Linked DNA regions of Mus musculus: all the other regions are linked to region 4. The links are chromatin contacts, called in public Hi-C and promoter capture Hi-C maps. All regions are on one chromosome and are shown on one strand. Each heading gives the region's core, a stretch centred on a gene start, on an enhancer-like site or on the middle of the called end of the contact. The rest is flanking DNA. Distances are from core to core; before and after follow the strand shown. Region 1 holds the start of Kdm1a (lysine (K)-specific demethylase 1A). Region 2 holds the start of Zfp46 (zinc finger protein 46). Region 3 holds the start of Fbxo42 (F-box protein 42). Region 4 holds the start of Tmco4 (transmembrane and coiled-coil domains 4). Region 5 holds the start of Atp13a2 (ATPase type 13A2).

Region 1 (2,700 bases), core at 173-2,672, 2.4 Mb after region 4:
CAGCAAAACCCTGTAACAGGGCCCCAAATCTTAGTAGGCTGAAAGATCTTACCACAGTTAACTCAATGGTGGAAATACCATTTAAGCTGTAAAACTTAACACATAGACAGTACCACCTGCCAAAACTAAAACAAAGGCTTAATCCATTTAAGTCCGTAGTTTTGGGAAATGGACTGACCTTGCTTTTTGGCTTCTGTAGTTCTGCTTCTGGCTAACTGAAGCTTTTAAAAAAGTTTTATTTATTATTTCTAAGTACACTGTAGCTGTCTTCAGACACACCGGAAGAGGGCATCAGATCCCATTACAGATGGTTGTGAGCCACCATGTAGTTGCTGGGAATTGAACTCAGGACCTCTGAAAGAGCAGTCACTTCTCTTAACCACTGAGCCATCTCTCCAGCCCCCCATCTCCCCAGGCCCCAAGTAAATACTTTCTATTGGCTTAAACCCATGCCTGCATTCTTCTCTGGTGAATATCTCATAGCCCCCCAACATCCTATACATCTCAACATCTCATGAATAAAACACCCACATTCACAACATTAGAAAGAACTGACCAAGCCGGGCAGTGGTGGCACATGCCTTTAATCTCAGCACTTGGGAGGCAGAGGCAGAGGCAGGTGGATTTCTGAGTTAGAGGCCAGTCTGGCCTACAAAGTGAGTTCCAGGACAGGCTGGGCTATACAGAGAAACCCTGTCTCGGAAAAACCAATCCCCCACCCCCCTCCCCAAAAAAGAAAAAAAGAAAAGAAAGAACTGACCTAGGTTGAAGAAGTGTTATGCGCCTGGAGATGAGAGGCATGGAGGAGGAGGCATGGTGGCGAGCATGTGCAGCCTCAAGAAAGAAAATAAACACGGCTTGGAGGCAAGAGCGAGTCCACTTTGACTCAAACCAGAAATTCCTCATTTCTCTCTATTTTATTACCGTGGAAATTCGTGCACTCTTTATTTCCCCACAGTCCAAGCAGGGCCATTATGAAGCTAGTTTCCCTAGCTCTAGGGATAACTCGGGGCCATATACATTCTGGGCCAGTGCTCTAAAGGTTGAGTTACAGAGCACAGGATAATTAAGTGATCATTAATTAAGTTGTACTTCAGAGTGTTCCCCTGTCTCAATTAGGTAGTAAGCCCTCTGAAAGCCGGAATTCCATAATCCACCCCTTGTCCTGCAGGGAGAGTGAATGTTATTAGTTGAAGTGACTAGTGTATGGGGTGAATATTGAGAGTCCTTGATGAAAACGGTCGGGCTCAGAACCCGAAGTCAGGCGGATATGCTGGGTCGCACTCCCAATCGCAGGGGGCGCTCTAGGTCAGCCTCGCGATCGGAGCTGCGGCGCCGCTCTAGCCTCCAGGACGTCGCTCTCTGGTCTTGAGCCGGGGACAAGCGGCTGCTTTTTTGTCCTGGTGCGGCGGGAGCGCGCAGGGCGCGTGCGCACGCGGGGGTGTTTGGCTTCGCACGGAGCGTGAGAGGTGCGGGGCGGAGAGGCGCGAGGCGGCTGCGGACCCACGGAGCGGCAGACCGATCGGCCCCTGCGGCCCGCGGCGGCCAGGCGGCCCGAGATGTTGTCTGGGAAGAAGGCGGCGGCGGCGGCAGCGGCAGCGGCGGCGGCGGCGGCTGCTGGGACCGAGGCCGGGTCCGGGGCGGCGGGCGGTGCCGAGAACGGCTCTGAGGTGGCCGCGCCGCCCGCGGGCCTGACGGGCCCCACCGACATGGCTACGGGGGCGGCGGGCGAGCGCACTCCCCGAAAGAAGGAGCCTCCGCGGGCCTCGCCGCCCGGGGGCCTAGCCGAGCCGCCGGGGTCTGCTGGGCCCCAGGCGGGGCCCACAGCCGGGCCCGGCTCCGCGACGCCCATGGAGACCGGAATAGCCGAGACCCCGGAGGGCCGACGGACCAGCCGGCGCAAGCGGGCCAAGGTGAGGCCGTGATCGAACCGCTGGTCCCGGGGACCGGAGTGGGGCCGGGGGAGGGGAGGCCCGGCCTTTGTGCGGGGACCCGGTGTATCGGGCGCTGGAGGGTGTGACCCTGATGGTCTGACTGGGAAAGATGGCTTCCCGACGCGTTTGTCTACCTGTGTGTCTGATGTGTGCGGACGGCGGACGGCTTCTGGGTTGTGTACACCGGGGAGATGGGTGTGATGCTCTAAGAGTCAAGCTGCATGAAAAGAAAGAGACTTTTTCTTTGTTTTTGAAAGGTCTTGCTGTACGCCAGGTACGCGTAGACTCTTATTTCTTTCTTTCTTTTTTTTAAAGATAAAATAATAAAATATACAAAAACCAATCGTTTATTGTGCGTGTGCGAGTTGGGGTCATAGGATAGCTCGCCTGAGTCCTTCCTGTCTTTCCGCCATGCTAAGGAATCGAACTGAGGTTGTCAGGCCTGGAGGCCAGCGCTTTCTTGGGGCCCGGGTAGACTTTTTCAAATTGTGGAAGCGAATGAAGAATACCAGTTGGACACGGGGCGAATATAAAGATAAAGATTTGGCATCAAATCCAACACTATCCACAGATAACCTCTGTCTCACACCCCAGTATGCCAGATGGTGCATTTGGCACAGGGCCAGCGTTTTTCGTTTTCCCAAACACCACTGGACTGGTATTGTTAGCTTCATTTTAAGAATGAGTAAAAAGAGGTTTGCAGTTTCAGAGTTTGGTGTTTTGACAAGGTGTAATTCGATATTGAAACAAACAAACAAACAAACAA
Region 2 (2,700 bases), core at 114-2,613, 2.7 Mb after region 4:
AACTAACCGTGTGGTTTTCCTTAACAACAAACAAGGCTGTATCGAAAAGACCTAAGCCGTTCTGACAGTTTCAAAACCCCTAAGAGGTAAGACAAGATAAAAGTCCTCACTCACCCAGTGAGACAACATTTCCGTAATTCTCCTGCATCACATCCCTGTAAAGATCTCTCTGTGTAGGATCCAGAGGTCTCCATTCTTCCCGAGTGAGGTACATGGCCATATCTTCAAATGTCACAGGGGCCTGAAATCACACAACGCTTCCTCACTACTTGGTATCTAGGAGTTTAGAACCAGCTTTTCTTCTTGAAATTAGAGACATGGTTAGAAATGTCGAGAAGGCAGTGGCATTAAGTCTCATCTGTAGAGTCCGAAGGAAAAAAAAAATAATAAAGAAAGAAGAAAAAAAGACATGTGGTCAAAAGACAGGGGCAATCTACTAGCTTCCCGCTCAGGCCGTCCCTGCCCACTTTGGACCCTTACATACAAGGCTCTCCTTTTCTTAGACCAGTGAAATTCTCGTCTTTATGGCCCAGTTCTAGAGCCAACTGCTGTTCTGTTTCTCCCCACCCTTTATCACTCTTCGCTCCATCCTTGGACACCACATCTAGAATTAACCACTCCTCGACTTACTATTTCCCACACCACAATACGTCCTTGCTCAGGCCAACAGAATACTTACCATATCGCATCCAGGTTAACCGGACACACCGTTCTCCCTACAGATTGTTGGCAAGAAGGGTACCACCCATCTTGTTTGGTTTTATTCTCCTCAGTATTTAGTCTTACAGTGGGTGTTCTATATATGCTTGTATATGGTTATATTAGCCAACTCGAAGCCCGTATACTAAGCAGAATAGCAAAATGAGCTTATCCCAGGGAATTTCCTATAGGGGTTTGCAGACGGGGAAACACCGGGCAAGATGGGTAAGCAGAGCCCTCGGGGCTTACCTGAGTCCCAGACATGAGCAGGGTGGCTGCCATCTCGGGCTCAAGCGTTCGTCTCCTGGGAGAGAGAGAGCAGGAAAACCAGCTAGCAGACAACGTTGAAGGAGGCGAAAAGCAGGACGTGAGGCGCGGCAAGAGGCCCTGCCCACTACTCCCTAGGGCTGGAGTTCTGGTCGCAGGGTATGAGGGGAAGGCCCAGGACTGGTCACTCTCCTCTCTGACTCCCGAAGAGTCACCCACTCTCCGTGTCTCGGTTAATATCGAGTACGTGCAACGTTAGGGTAGGAGAGGGCAGGCACTGGCTGGGTGCCCCCTAGGCTGGGGGGTCAGGCCGATGCAATTCAAGGGAGGAGGCTTTCAACCCAGCCCATAGAACGCCTCTGCTCTGCCATCTCCGGGCTGGGACCTTTCCGGCAGCAATCCCAGCCAATCAGCGAAAAGAAATCGTAAAATATCTGACCAATCAGAAGCCAAACCATCAGCCCTCCTCCTGCGGCGTGGCCGGGTAGCTCCATCACGCGTGCGCGCACCTCGCGGCCTGACGGGACTTGGAGTTTCACTCTGGCGTACAAAGGCCACTTAGCAGCCAAGAGCAGGGGAGGGAAAAGAACAAAAGGGAAGAGACAGGACCGCGACCTTCAAGACCAGTGAGAATACCCCCACACATACTTTTTTCTCGGAAACCACAGCACGACTCAGCAAAGGAAGCGTCTGTGTTTTTTTTTTTTTCTCATGGCCCTACGACCATCTTTGAGTCATATATTATCCGCGAGGTTAGATTGAGTGTGGAAGCTCGGGCTGACCTCAGCTGAGATCACCCCTCATTTGACAGCCCAGGCCAGAGCGGGAAAAGGCTTCTTTTCCCTCCCTTGGGAGACTCCCTGGCCGGGATGGAACTTTGGGCCCCGCCCACGGACTCCCAACACCGCCTGAAGCTCTCGCTTTCTGGATACTGAGAACTACAACTCCCAGTAGGCCTTCCGGCAGTCACAACCCACCCCAGACTACATATCCCACGAGGCCTCGCGTCCCCTGTCCGGTGCTGGAGTGCTGTCCGCGGCCCGGCCCAGGGTGTTCCAACGTTAACCCTGTAGGGAGCGTCTCGAGCTCTTTTATAGAGACGGAGCTCAAGTGCACCCATCTAAGTCGCCAAAACATTGAAATCAGAAGCGGGGGGGTGGGGTAGGGTGTGTAGGGAAATAGCTGGCCCTGGAGTGGGAGACTCAGGGACTTGGTACTCTTGAGGGTGTCTCTGCTGAAAGGAATCTTGGAGACCTCCCAACATCATGAAAACCTTAGGCCTGCGACAACCTGGAGTCCTAAGGATGCTAGTAGTCTCTGTTTCAAAGAAATCACAAAACCAGATTAGGACAGAACGGACAGGCTTACCTCCTGGTCTGTGGTCGCTGGCTCCTCAGAGATCTAAAGAGGCCTGACGTTCAGAAAGGTTCTAGATATCACCAGCAGATTCCAGAGATCTCAGGGCCATGAATAGAAATCCGAATCCATGGATTAACAGGCAAAGGGCAGGGTTTGGTTGTAGGATGAGCACAAAGCTTCAAGACTGCAGAGACTGTTCTATAGCTCCGGGAAACAACAATCTCATAAACAGATCTCCGAGGCCACAACAGCTGGCCAAGAAACATCAGCGTTGGCTATGCTGCATTCACTCAGAATCCTCCAAATGGAAGGACTTGTAGCCTTTCCTTTCCCTAGCGGGGATGAAGGAATTAGACAATGGAAGGCGAGGGCTAA
Region 3 (2,700 bases), core at 17-2,516, 2.2 Mb before region 4:
AAAAGGCCACCCGGCATCAAACATCTTCTCTACCCTAAAGAAATGAAACTAAAGACTCTCAATTACTACCACTTAAACAACAACAAAAAAGTTCCGAGAAAAATAAATAAATAACAAAAATAATCGAGTGTTGCCTCCGGCAAGTGAAACCCAGTAATGTGTCTGTCTGGTTCTGTATCTTAGATCCATCGGAACGCTGCCACTGTAAAGTCCAAACGCTTTGGCAACTGAGAAACGAAACATGGCTTTTCCTACTAAAACTCCGAGGATCCAACAGACAAAGCAACCGGCTTATTCCAAAGGTTTCCAACCAACTCCAGCATCTCAAGTTTTCTCAGCTGAAGCTACCAGGCTCTCTCACCTAATTGTGGTTTTCTTGATTTACAAACTCGTTGCCACCCTCCACGGACAATTCTCACCGGGGCAAGCCTTCTTCAGTCACAACGTGGACTGCTGTCTCCAGCCAGGAGAGCTGCAGTTCCCACTAAGAGAACACTCAGACGGCTAGGGGTCAGGGAAGGAACTGCTTGTGTTTTATTTCGTCAGCCGATTCCCCAAAAAAATCATCTCTTGGGCAGCTGCAGCTTCTGAGACGCCCGCCGGCCCCCTCGCCGCAGCCCCAATTCAGGAGGGCAGCAAGCGGGCTCCCGCTCTTCACCGAGGACTTCAGGGTTTCAGGGGGCGGGGTGAGGCTCCATGACACCCCGAAAGCCATTCTCCACCCCCTGACCGCGCATCCTTTCCCGGCCTGGAGGAGGACCCGGACCACCCTGCTGAGGAGAGGGCACAGGTCTGCGCCCATCCCGAGAGCTGGCTGCAAAGGGGCGCACGTCCCCACCTTAGCCTGGGAAGCCGAGGATGACGACAGCAAGACCCCAGGCCCGCCAAGACCCACGCCCGCGCAGGACACGGGGCCCGCGCCGGACTCGGGGTGCCCCGGGGTCCCCGGGCATGAAGCGCAAGAGGCGTCGGCGCCTGGCCGCGGCCCCGCACCGGGAGAGGCCTCACCTGGCCCAGACCGCTCCGCGCTCTCGGTTTCGCGTCTCCGGCGACGGTGGCGAAGGAGCCAGGGCCGGGGCCAGAGCACAGCCGCTCTGCCTCAGGCCGGTGCTTGCTGTGCTCGGGGGATCTTCACCGCTGGCGGAACCCGGGGTCGCCCGGAGCCGCCATCTTCCTCCACTCAAACGCCGCCGCGGCTACCACCGCCGCCGCCGCCGTCCCTGATGCCACCGCCGCTGCTGCTCAGACCGGGAGACGACAGCGCGCAGTGCGCATGCGCTGAGGCGGGGCGCGGAGGAAGCGCGCGCGCGCGCACACACGTCAGCGTGACCGGCCTTCCGCGCGGCGGCCGCTGGGCGGCGCCATATTGAGAAGGGCCGAGGGCGCGGAGCTTTCTAGGACTCTTATCAGGATCGGCGCGGCTGAGCGCTGGTATCTGAGCTGTTTTTCCGATTGTTTGATAGTGCAGACTTAGATTAAGGCACTTGTGCCCCCAGGTACCCACGGGTTGAGCGTAGAGAAAGGGCAATGGGGAACGGAAGTGCCTTTTAGATATCCCCAGGGAGAGGAAGCTCCCGGCGTTGGAGCCTCTGGAAACTGTAGCAGCAGCTATGTTGCTACCAACTTTAAAAAAAAAAAAAAAAAAGAGGAAACCCAGTCTCAAAACTCCCGGTGTAGAGCGGAGCCTGGGAGGAAACAAGCCTGTGTGTTTCTCTGTGCTTCCCAGTGTGGCCATCACCGAGGAGTGGGGTCCCGCTCCCACAAAAGAGTCTCACTTCAAGAAAGCTGTGTGTAGGTGAGAACCTTCTAGAACCCATCCCTGCAGATGTGGTTTAAGGAAATGCCAGACATAGAGAGCTCAAGCTCTTGTGCAATTGGAGCATTCTGAGACATCAAGCGAATAGCCCTGGGATAAAGTAGACCTAGGCTTGTATAGCCCGTGAGACGTGGTACTAGGTCAAAAGTACCACGAGGCTTGGTGACACTCCTTTAAGTCCAGTTATGCAGGAGGTTTAAGGGCGAGAATTGCTTGATCCAGGAGTTTGAATCTACTTTGAGGAACCTCAATCTAAAAAAAACATTTATGTTCCTCATATAAACATTAGAAAAAACTCTGGCACGCAGTAAGTGAGAAACTAAGAAATTCCATTGCCCTGGCATGGTGGTTGACTATTAATCCCAGCACTTGGGAAGCAGAGGTAAGTAGATTTCTGAGTTCAAGGCCAGCATGGTCTACATAATGAGACCCTGTCTCAAAGAAAAAGAGAAAGAAGTCTTGGCTTGCAAAATGGCTCAGCAGGTAAGGGTGCTTCCCCCAAGCTTGAAGACCCGAGTTCAATGCCTAGAACCTACATGATGGAGGGAGAAAACCAATGCCAACTCCCACAGTTTCCACCCTGATCTTCATTCTCAAACAATGACACTTGTGAACATACATACAGTAAATATTGCGTGTGCCTGAGCATATCTTGTGCACCACGTGTGTGGGTGCCCTTAGAGGCTAGTAGAGGGTGTCAGATCCCCTGGAACTGGAATTATAGGCAGTTGTGACCCTACCACCGCCATGTGGGTGCTAGGGATTGAACCTGGGTGGTCCTGCAAGAGCAGTACATGTCTTGACCGTCTCTCCAGCCCTGTAATCTAAGTTATAACATGTTCTAAGAACTCACGCTAGGTTGAGATAGCCCAGCAATAAGAATC
Region 4 (2,700 bases), core at 96-2,595:
AAGTGGCAGAGCCAGGCTCAAGTTCCTTGAGGGCATCTTTTAAGTCCAGGGGAGTGGGAAACTGAGGCTGGAAGCAGCATCTTCGGTGATGCCCAGAGGTTCAGGCGGTTTGGTAGGGTTCTAACTAGGAGGATGGGGCCCTGGGTTCCTTCCTGACTTCTCAAACATACTGGGTAATTGGGGATTTTGGTGGCCTTGTCTTTCTGCCTAGCTGATTCACCCTGAGGAGTCTTCACTACTGTGTCTTCAGAGCCTACACGATGACACATAGTAGGTGCTCAATAAATATACCCCGTGAGTGGCGTCCTGGGAAGCCCTACAGGGGTGTGTTCCCTCCTACTTGAAGGCAGCAGTGGCCTCAGGATCAAACCTGCAGATTTAGCCAGCCCCAGCTTCTACTCTGGGTCACCCCTGGCAAGGACAAGGACATCATGGAGGCCAGTTTTGAACCTAACACTGGGTCAAACTCTGAAGTCAGCTCACCCTAGTTAACCTCTTTGCTCTGACTGCCTGGTCCTGGCCAAAATCATCCCATTGTTCCCAGACTCAGTTTTCCCGGATGTAAAAACCTGTAATGTGAAATGTCCCCTACTCTGTAAAAACCCGCAGCGGGGCGAGAAGCCACGCCCCCGTCACAGCAGGAAGGGGCCGGGCCTTTCCGGGACTCTAGGGCTTCCCAGGCCTCGGGGAACTGAGTCTGGAGACACAGAGGGTGGGAGTGGGTGCCTGGAGCTCCCAGTACGCAGGGGGCGTCCAGTGACCCTGCGTGACCTTGAGCAAGGTCCTTTCTTCCCTTCAAACCCAGCGACCGGTGCCCTGGGCTGTGCTGGCAGGCGGGGGCCGCTGGCATGCTCGTTGGCATCAGTTTCCCCTCCAGCTACTCAGGAGTCCCGAGAGCACTTCCGGGTTCGGAAGCGCAGTGGAGGCGGCGTGGGGACGATCGGGGCTCCCCGCGGGCTTACCTGGAGGCGGCAGCGACGGATGGGACGACGGCAGAACTTCTGGCAGCCCCGCAGCTCCCGCCCTGGCGCTCCCCGCCTGTTCTCTCCCTGGCCCAGCCGCCCCACACCGGCCCGGGCCGGTCCCGCCTGCGCAGCCCTAGGGCCCGGGCCTTCCGGGCTGGGCCGGGCGCACCGCCACCTAAGCCACCAAAGCCATCGCCCGGGTGCTGGCCTTGGGACGGGACCCGCACTTCTGTGTCTCCCGCTCCCCAGGAAGCGAGAGCGCGGGGCACAGGAGGGGTCTGCAGAGAGTGCTCACCAGGGGCTGGGCTGGCATGAGGGGAGTTCGAGCAGACACTTGAAGGGGAAGCTTCCAAATTTTGCCGCCACACTTGAAAAGAGCCTGTCCCAGAAGGTGCCTCCCCCTCCTGTGCACACTGCTCGGTGAAATTTGCAACACCCACGCCTTCTGATCGTTCTTTCACTTTCTCTAATGCTCGCCAGTCGTTGCACCCGTGGCTCTTCCGTCCCACGGGCCTCCGTTTTGGGGTTCCATTCCTGTTAGACTAGCCACCCACTCAGCTCTAGTCTTTGAACAAGTATTTGCTGAGCACCTACTACGTGCCAGCAAGGTTATGGATTAGCACACCAGGCCTTCGGGCCCATATTTTAATCGTAGTATTTAACACTGAAGTTGATTGTTTTCCTGTTTGCCAATTTATAATCTGGGTATCCCACACTAGAACTTAAAGACCCCAAGAATGGAAGGGGGGGTTGTCTCCCATGCCTCATCCTCCGCTCTCCTCATTTGGGAGCCGGCTCTTGGTTGCCCAGGCAACCTGTGAAATTTCATCACACCTAATCTACAGGTGAGGAAGTAGGTGGCCATCCTGGTCAGGGCTGGAATCTGAGTCACCATGACCTCTGACGTCGTTGCTCTTTCCCCTGGAGAAGATAGGCTGGAGTTGGAAATGGAAAAAGTTCTCGAGCGGACAGATGAGACGTGCGGCATTCCAGCAGGGAGCCTTATGACTCAGGATCCGACTGGAACGCTAGAGGGCCTCCATCACCTGATCTCTCTATCGGCCAATCAGGACCTAGAAGAGCTAGGAGGTTATTGTAGGTCAAAAAAGGACAGTTGTGGAGGGTTGAAGGATTCTAGCTGAGATTCTGGGCATCACTAAGTTGGGGAAATAACCATACCAAGGTGGCACGCTCCCCCCGCCCCCCGCAAATATCATGGAATTTTAAAAGATCCTATTGTTGTCTATGAGGAATGGAGGATTGGAGTGACCAGAGGCCACCGATTAAGAAGCGGTCCTGAGCTGAAGTAGCCAGCCTCAGCCTGAGCAACTAACTACCTTAGCCTTTCAGATGTGAGACAGCTGCCGTTTTTTTTTTTTTTTTAATTTCAGCATAAGTTGATTTTAGTAAGTTCTTGATATTAAAAAAAAATAAATGTAACTCTGAAAGTTAAAAAAAAACGGTCATTCTCTAATGGAAAACAGAATCACAATGGATAAAGAAAATCAATATGGAAAATAGTTTTAGAAAAGAAGACATACTCAAAACAAAGTGATCGCTTAGGTGGGGTTTGGGGACAGTAAAGACGCAGGGAGAACACTGCGAGTGACTCCTCTGCTTTTAGTCCATAGCCACATATCAATATTGATTTTTTAAAAAAATCTTGTCCAATGTATCAGTGTTAAGATTGGAAAGTAAGGCAAAGGTCACATGGATTTTTGCTGAGGACTCTGCA
Region 5 (2,700 bases), core at 124-2,623, 2.0 Mb before region 4:
AGCATTCACAACCTTCTGTAATCCCCTCAAAGCCACACACACACATACACACACAAACATTTTAAAAACAAATCTTTAAAAGATTAAATAATATAATGCAAAGATTGCACCGGGTGTGGTGGCACATGCCTTTAATCCCAGCACTGGGGAGGCAGAGGCAGGCGGATTTCTGAGTTCGAGGCCAGCCTGGTCTACAAAGTGAGTTCCAGAACAGCCAGGGCTACAGAGAGAAACCCTATCTCAAAAAACAAAACAACAACAACAACAACAACAACAAAATTACAATATAGCTCCAGTAGAGCAAAAGGTCCAGGTTTGACACCCTTCTCAGCACTCAGCCAGAAACCCAAACACAAAGCCCAAGAAAAGGCAGGCCAAGAATGAAAGACCAACATAAAGACACGCATGGCAGAGACGAGGCTTGAGCCCAGTTCCCAGCCCTGGGGCAGCCACACCAGCACCGTAGAGCTGAGGGGTGGGAGTCAAAGCCATTTGGGAACCTCTTATTTCCTGCGGAAGACCCAGCTTCCGGCTGCTAATCTATCAGTGGCCCAGGGCACCAGCATCTACTTCTGGTGGCTCCCCCATGGCCATGAGCTCATGGCTTCCCTCAAGCTGGGAGGGTGTGCGCCTAGGAGGTCTTTATGTAGATTCTAGGTGCTATGCTAGACGCTAGAGACTTTGCTCAAGTGCAGAGTCAGGGGTCTGGTGCATAAGGGGAAGACGTTGTTCTTATCACAAGTTGAATTGTAGCCCCCTATTGTTTTCCATTCCTCACCTAAGACACTGTCGGATGGAAGTTGGGGACTGGGCTAGACAGAGACATGCTAGCACCCGGAGGTTAGCAGACCATCTGCATCTGGTGGGATTTTGGTTTCAGCCTAAGACACTCATTCTGGCATGGGGGGGGGGCATGCAGGATATGGTCCTTGGATGTGGCCACTGGCAAGCTTTCTGTGTAGGTCAGGAGTGCATTTGTGCCTCGGCAGAGAGCTGGCTTCCCTAATCCTGTTCATGTAGCACATATGGGTGCTGCACAGAGGACCCACGGCGGTGCACCGCGTCCATCACTGGGACCTGTCACTCAGGGTCGAATGCATTCAGAGGGGATGGGGAGGGCAGGAACCCCCGGCCCTAGGGTGAGCGCAGCGGCAACCTAAATCTGTCTCTGGGGGCCTGGGGATGAGACCCGAAGGGAGGGCCGGGCCGCCGCTCACCTGCGCTCATTTCGGCTCCTCGCGCTCATCGCCGGCCGCTGTGGCCCGCGGCCTGGGCTCGGCGTGCGAGGCCCCGGGGCACGGTCGGGGGGCGCCGGTTGCGGCGATCCGCGGAGGGGCCGGGCTGGGCAGCACCTGCAAGACGCGACGGCGACTGGAACTGTGCCGCAGTCTGCGGCCGTCAAGCCCCGCCCCTCCACGGCGCCTGCGTCCGTCGCTGCCGCGCGGGCTGCCGGGACTTGTAGTTCCCAGTCTGGCCTCTGTCCGGAGCTCGCTGAGATCTTGATGCTGTGGGCAGCGTGGGTGGAGGCGCGAGTCGGGGGATGGGGAGAGGAGGGAAGAGATGGGAAGCAAGGGAATGTGGACGGGACAGTCCCCAGACAAAAGAGATAGACGGAAAAGGACAGGCTGCGAGACAGGTAGGCAGACATACAGGCAGACAGAGGGCGATGCTGGGAAGACACAAGTGGACCGGCTTGACAGAAAGGGGCGGGGGGGGGGGCACCAGGCAGACAACAGACAAAGAGGTAGAGAGGTGACAGACAAACAAACAGAAAGGAACGTTGGGACACCCCATTGGAACAGCCTCCATATAGAACAACAATAATACAGGAAACAGGCGGACAGACAAACATCAAATAGGCAGGCAGAGTGGGAGGGAGAGGTTGGAAGACACAGGTGGGACAGTCTCCAGACAGAACAGACAAACGGAAAACCGATATGCTGGGAGACAGGACAGACAAAAAGACAGGCACACGGATAGGCTGCTGGCAGACAAACAGGGGGGCCATACTGGGAGACAGAGGTGGAAGAGGAGAAAGTGTCCTGTCCGCGACCACAGCCTCAGGCGCACCCCTCAGCACTGCACCTTACGCGTGCAGGTTCAAGCCTGCCCCTGTCTCTTCCAGGCTGTGTGACTGTAGATGTGTAAGCTAACCTCCCTGGGTCTCCTTTTCTTCAAAACAAAACAAAACAGCACTATTAATTCTAATTGTGTGTGTGTGTGTGTGTGTGTGTGTGTGTGTGTGTGTGTGTGTGTGTGTGTGTGTGGTGGTGGTGGTGGTGCATGTATGCACAATAGCACATCAGAGAACAGTCTTCAAGAGTCAGTCATATTCTTTCTGTGGGTGCCTAGGAATTGACCTTAAGTCCCCAGCAAACACCTTTACCCCCTGAGCCATATTACTGGGTTTGGACCTATTTTTTTTTTTTAAATTTTATTTCTTTTCACGTGCCTTGGTGTTTGACTGCATGCGTGTCTGTGTGAGGGTGTTGGATCCTCTGGAACTGGCGTTACAGGCAGCTATGAGCTGCCATGTGGGTGCTGGGAATTGAACCCAGGATCTTTGGAAGAGCCACTCATGCTCTTTTTTTTTTTTTTTTTTTGGTTTTTCGATACAGGGTTTCTCTGTATCTTCTTGGCTGTCCTGGAACTCACTTTGTAGACCAGGCTGGCCTCGAACTCAGAAATCCACCTGCCTCT

The links. A called contact is a pair of places that touch in the nucleus more often than the background predicts. Capture Hi-C pulls out chosen DNA fragments and counts their contacts.
Region 1: a contact with region 4 is called in a Hi-C map of B cells, with 5 read pairs. The contact joins the promoter of Kdm1a here to the promoter of Tmco4 in region 4. A contact is called at or near these places in 2 of 39 promoter capture datasets (liver and pre-B cells), 1 of 484 Hi-C or Micro-C datasets (B cells) and 1 of 115 datasets of contacts at active chromatin or transcription factors (embryonic stem cells).
Region 2: a promoter capture Hi-C map of adipose tissue shows a contact between it and region 4, with 3 times the contacts expected there. The contact joins the promoter of Zfp46 here to the promoter of Tmco4 in region 4. A contact is called at or near these places in 1 of 39 promoter capture datasets (liver) and 2 of 9 other capture datasets (adipose tissue and liver).
Region 3: a promoter capture Hi-C map of adipose tissue shows a contact between it and region 4, with 3 times the contacts expected there. The contact joins the promoter of Fbxo42 here to the promoter of Tmco4 in region 4. A contact is called at or near these places in 3 of 39 promoter capture datasets (liver and pre-B cells) and 1 of 9 other capture datasets (adipose tissue).
Region 5: a Hi-C map of B cells shows a contact between it and region 4, with 6 read pairs. The contact joins the promoter of Atp13a2 here to the promoter of Tmco4 in region 4. A contact is called at or near these places in 1 of 484 Hi-C or Micro-C datasets (B cells) and 1 of 115 datasets of contacts at active chromatin or transcription factors (embryonic stem cells).

The regions. Positions count from the first base shown.
Region 1 is chr4:136,601,445-136,604,144 of GRCm38.p6, reverse strand. Kdm1a (lysine (K)-specific demethylase 1A) reads left to right here and starts at 1,422. Exons shown (of 20, transcript NM_001347221.1): 1 at 1,422-1,913. The coding sequence starts at 1,560.
Region 2 is chr4:136,284,730-136,287,429 of GRCm38.p6, reverse strand. Zfp46 (zinc finger protein 46) reads right to left here and starts at 1,363. Exons shown (of 3, transcript NM_009557.4): 1 at 949-1,363; 2 at 115-358. The coding sequence starts at 220.
Region 3 is chr4:141,146,488-141,149,187 of GRCm38.p6, reverse strand. Fbxo42 (F-box protein 42) reads right to left here and starts at 1,266. Exons shown (of 10, transcript NM_172518.3): 1 at 1,009-1,266.
Region 4 is chr4:138,971,550-138,974,249 of GRCm38.p6, reverse strand. It overlaps Tmco4 (transmembrane and coiled-coil domains 4), which reads right to left and starts at 1,345. Exons shown (of 17, transcript NM_029857.3): 1 at 963-1,345.
Region 5 is chr4:140,985,594-140,988,293 of GRCm38.p6, reverse strand. It overlaps Atp13a2 (ATPase type 13A2), which reads right to left and starts at 1,373. Exons shown (of 29, transcript NM_029097.3): 1 at 1,218-1,373. The coding sequence starts at 1,227.